2 separate regions of the Sus scrofa genome follow, and region 1 is linked to region 2. Evidence: chromatin contacts called from public targeted proximity ligation data. All regions are on one chromosome and are shown on one strand. The core of a region is the stretch at or near the end of the contact, and the rest is flanking DNA. Distances in the headings are between cores, read along the strand shown. Region 1 overlaps SPIDR (DNA repair-scaffolding protein). Region 2 overlaps SPIDR (DNA repair-scaffolding protein).

Region 1 (2,700 bases), core at 42-2,541, 210 kb after region 2:
AATTGGGAGTTCTCGTCGTGGCACAGTGGTTGATGAATCCGAATAGGAAACATGAGGTTACGGGTTTGATCCCTGCCCTTGCTCAGTGGGCTAAGGATCTGGCATTGCTGTGAGCTGTGGTGGAGGTCGCAGGCGCGGCTCAGATCCCGCGTTGCTGTGGCTCTGGCGTGGGCTGGTGGCTACAGCGCCGATTCGACCCCTAGCCTGGGAACCTCCATATGCTGCGGGAGCGGCCCAAGAAATGGCAAAAAACAAACAAACAAAAAAATAAAATAAAAAATAAATAAAAACTAATTGTGGGAGTTCCCATTAAGGCTCAGCAGTAATGAACCCAACTAGTATCCATGAGGATGCAGGTTCAAACCCTGGCCCCACTCAGTGGCCTAAGAATCCAGTGTTGTCATGAGCTGTGGTGTAGGCCAGCCACTGCAGCTCTGATTCGAACCCCTAGCCTGGGCACTTTCATACACCTCAGGTGCAGCCCTTTAAAAAAAGGGGGGGGGAGATGATGTGCACAATATGACCGACTGACAAAACTGACCACATAAAATATAAACTTTTATACATTGATCCAAATATATGTACACATATAAAATAATTTAATGCCAAAGAGCAAAGCTGGGAAACTCCAATTTTTATTTGAAAGTATGGAATGAAAATAATGAGAAAAATTCAAAGCCCAGTAAACTGTGAAAAGAACCTGAAGAGTCAATTTATAACAGAGAAAGTAAAAGATTAATAACCTTACTCTCTTCAAAAAGCCTCCTCATTTTCCCACCAAGGAAAACCAAACAAACCATAAATCCCCTTTCCTCTCATCTCAGGAAATGTCAGCTCTGTTCTTCCCAGCTGCTCATTAAGCCCATTCCCTGATCCCATTTTAAACCAGCCATCTATCCCTCTTTTTTCTGCTTTTTCTCGATAAAGTTTATTTCCTTTTGACATGACAACTACTTTACTTCTTGGCTCCTCACACACACACAGGCCTTCCCCTCAAAACAAGCAGGGCCTTCACTGAAGCCTCTGTTCACTGTCCTGTCTCCAGGACATGAAACAGTACTTGCCAGGCAGTATGTCCTCAATAGGATTGGGAACAGGATTTTGTGTAATTGTGCAGGATTGTTGCGACTTAAACAATGATATTCAAATCCCTCTAATTAGCTTCCTTTCCCTTTTTCTCCAGAGATTTTTACAAACCACTACCATTCTCATTTGAGGCTATAACTTCCTCACTCTGGGCATAAGGCCTTCTGTCTTACTTTATGTAAACAAAAAATGGGCATCAACTGACTCAGGACACTACATTCATCCCACGAGTCTCGGTTACATCCTCATATTCTTCCCTCCACTCCTTTATTTAAGGCAGGCCTCCCTCCCCCATTTCTTTTCCTGGACATTAATGGCAATTACCCCTAACTCCCCTGTCTCCATGGGTCTTCCCTATTATTCTATAAATCCACCTCACCTTTTCTCTAGGATCGCTTTAGACACTGGAACTCATTCATGCCCAAACAAGCTTAGTTCTCCACTCCTTTTCTACCTTGAATCCCAGATTCTAGACACTTCTTGTCTCTACTCCTTGAGCCCCTCGCCTCCTCCCACAGCAGTTCACCGACACTGCCTGACACTGTCATTGGGCTCTGCTTGGTGTGTATCATACCTGCCCTATCTTCATGTAGACATACCCTAAACAGATCCCACACCATGTTCTTCATTGCCATGTTTATACTTTCTACTGTACTCCTTTTCCTTGAAACTCTCTACTGAGCCTGCTTTGGTGGCACTGTTTCCCACAAGTTCTCCTTCTCACTTTCATTAGGGTTCTGTCTTCACTGTTTTGTTCTAATTTAAAACACAAAAGAGATGATGTACAATGCAGGGCTGAGACATGCCCCCTCACATGGCACATCCCAGACCCCTTCACACACCCTTCTGGGCCCCCCATGGCCCCTATTTGTTCTTCACAAGCACACCAGCCACTTTCTTGCCTGTGAATCCTTGCTCTCATAAGTCTCTACATCTGTAAGTGTTTCCCTGGCCAACCACAATCACAAAAGTAACCTCTAGAGTCTATATTTCTACTTCCCCCTTTAGATATAAGTTACTCGAAAACAGGAACACACATTTTCTCATCTTACTTGTCTAAGACAACACTGGAACACTGGTGCTCAATAAAATTTGATAAACATAAATAACCAATTTCCATTAAGGAAAACAGTCTATATAAGCTGGTTATGACTGAAACAGTGACTGCTCAACTCAGATGAACAATTCCATATATTGCTTCCAGAAATCAGGACTCCGTAAATGATTCCTGGAATTACAATTCTATTCCATTAATCTTCCTTCCCAAGCAAGTAAGTATTCTTAAATTAACATTTTAGGTATTCGGGTTTTTTAAGAAAGAGGAAAATTTTTAAAAAAGTATTTAAAAAGGTGTAATTTAACCTTAAAAGCTTCTTTCTCGCTGAATTTTCTAGAGTCTTGGGAAGCTTTGTGTGTTTCTGGGGTGTGGATAAAACAGGTTCTGTAGATTTTAGCTTCGGGTTTATCAATCTCTCCATAACCCGTCTTCCATCTGATCCAAAATCCATGTGGTATTTGTGAGAGGATTCTGAATCAATGAACAAGGCATTCTCCGAGTCATTTTCTTTTTCACTATCTGATGAATACTCCAAAATTTCTGTAGGACTTGTCTGA
Region 2 (2,700 bases), core at 33-2,532:
AAAGCTCTGCTCTAGGGGCATGAGATGAACTTTGCTGGCTCAGCTCTCCGTCCACTGCCCATGTGTCACTCATGGCAGTGCTGGAAGACCCTCCATGAACACCACCCTCTCCAGGGAGGCTGGAGTGGACAGTGGATTCTTGTGCCTTGGTTTTTACCTCCTGAAACTGCCCTCTGTCATCCTGTGTGGACCTGGAGCATCTAATCTCAGTCTCCTCTTCTGTCTCTCTGGAGGGTCACTTTCTGTGGACGCCTCCCCATCAAGCATGGAGGTATCACAGTTTCTTTCTCATTCTACTGATGCTGTATTTATAATCATGGTCCACATGAAAACTATCTAAAACATCAGAAATACACCCAAAGAATAGAAAACAGATGTCTACTCAGAGGCCTTACATGAACATTCATAGCAGCATGATTCATAATATCAAAAAAATGTATGTCTGTATCCGGACAAAACTTTCATTGAAAAAGACACTTGCACCTGTATCTTCATTGCAGCACTTCAGCACTATTCATTGCAGCACTATTCACAAGAGCCAAGACATGGAAACAACCTAAATGTCCATCAACAGACGAATGGATTAAGAAGATGTGGTGTATATACACAATGGAATTCCACTCAGCCATAAAAAAGAACAAAATAATGCCATTTGCAGCAACATGGATGCAACTAGAGACTCTCATACTAAGTGAAATAAGTCAGAAAAAGAAAGACAAATACCATATGATATCACTCATATCTGGAATCTAATATATGGCACAAATGAACCTTTCCACAGAAAAGAAATGCATGGACTTAGAGAACAGACTTGTGGCTGACAATGGGGAGGGGGAGGAAGTGGGAGAGACGGGGAATTTGGGGTTAATAGATGCAAACTATTGCAATTGGAGTGGATAAGCAATGAAATCCTGCTTATAGCACAGGGAGCTATATCTAGTCACTTTGATGGAACATGATGGAGGGTAATGTGAGAAAAAGTATATATATGTATATGTATACACACACACATATGTATGACTGGGTCAATTTGCTGTATGGCAGAAATTGACAGAACACTGTAAGTCAATTATAATGGAAAAAATAAAAATCATAAAAAAATGTATGTCAACTGATAAATGGATAAACAAAACAGGGTCTAGCCATACGGTGAAACATTCAGCCACAGAAAGAAATGACGCCTAAAAAAAGTCTTGAAAATGTTCTGCTAAGTGAAAGCAGCCAGAAACCAAGGAACATGGAATGTATGACTCATTTACATGAGTGTCCATGAAGACAGAGGGCAGAGGGGTGGGTGCCAGAGCCTGGGAGGGAGCTGGGTGCGACTGCTGACAGACACAGCATTTCTCTCTGAAGCTAGTTAGTGGGATGGTTGCACAACTGTGTGAATACACTAGAAACAGTAGAGTTGTGCACTTTAAAAGGGTAGATTTCACCTCAATTACACTGTGATCAAAAACTAGATGCCACTTTTTTTCAAAGCCACTGAAATGACAAAAGACAAAATGTAAAACAGGAAGTGGTGGCACACTATTGTAAATGGACTAATTACCACTGAATTTCTCCCTTTAAAATGGTTAATTTTATGTGTTTTAAGTCTCATTATAAATTATTTTTAAAATTAGGAGGTTCTGGAGTTCCTATCATGGCTCAGTGGTTAGCGAACCCGACTAACATCTCTGAGGATGCGGGTTCAATCCCTAGCCTTGCTCAGTGGGTTAAGGATCTGGCACTGCCCTGAGCTGTGGTGTAGGTTGCAGACGTGGCTGTGGTGTAGGCTAGCAGCTATAGCTCTGATTGGACCCCTAGCCTGGGAACCTCCGTATGCCACGGGTACAGCCCTAAAAGACAAAAAGATGGAAAAAAAATAAGAGGTTCCTTAGAAAGATTGGGTCTCTCCTCTCCCCTTCCCACGAGTGTCTGCACATCTCCTCGGCCTGTGTCCCTTACTTCCTGGCTGCAGTTAAGAGTGGGTCAGGGTCCAAACCCTCCTCGGTGCTCTGGGTGGTGGTGATGTCTGCTCCCCTAAGGCCTGAGTGGTGACTTCTGAATGGGGGATGCTTCCTCACCCTTCTCTGCTCTGAGCCCTGGAGTGATCCCCACTCTGAGGGAGGGGAGGGGATAGGAGCTTCTCCACAGGTGGCTGGAGGCCACAGGCTATGACAGATGACCCAGGGTCTGCACATGCTCTGTCCTCACTGCCTGTCTGCTAGGGGCTGCTCAGCCTCGCAGACTCTCAGCCACCCTCACCCGCACTCCTCCAAATGGCAGTGCAATGGTCTCCCTGCCGACAGCCAGCCCCAGCTTTGCACCAAGCCTCTCCATGGTGCTGAAAGCACTGCTTCTTGAGGACAGAAATCCGATCACTCCACCTCCTTAGCATGGTTGGGACAGCAGAGCAAGACAGAACCAGCCGCACCATGAAGGCCTTCTCGCTGCCCTCCCTCCTGTCTGGAAAGCCTTTACCAACTCTGCCTGAGCAATCCTGAACATCCCAGGGCCATGACCCCTGCGTCACCAGCTCCAGCCCCCAGCCCTCAGTCACCAGCCTATGGCAGTGGAAGCACTGAGTGTTGGCCTCTTCCCCCAGCTCCATAGCCTCACAAGTGCGTCTCACGTACACCTCAACAGTGCTTTGAGGTCAGTTCTATTACCCCTGTTTCAGGGTAGAGAAAGTGGGAGACCCACATGCAGTGACTT

The links.
Region 1: a targeted proximity ligation map of alveolar macrophages shows a contact between it and region 2. A contact is called at or near these places in 1 of 47 Hi-C or Micro-C datasets (epiblast stem cells) and 1 of 2 datasets of targeted methods (alveolar macrophages).

The regions. Positions count from the first base shown.
Region 1 is chr4:80,096,495-80,099,194 of Sscrofa11.1, forward strand. SPIDR (DNA repair-scaffolding protein) reads right to left here. Exons shown (of 20, transcript XM_021090636.1): 6 at 2,449-2,696. Among named protein-coding and RNA genes, the nearest start is that of SPIDR, 93 kb to the right of the region's middle.
Region 2 is chr4:79,888,964-79,891,663 of Sscrofa11.1, forward strand. The region is part of intron 16 of SPIDR (DNA repair-scaffolding protein); the gene reads right to left. Among named protein-coding and RNA genes, the nearest start is that of CEBPD, 17 kb to the left of the region's middle.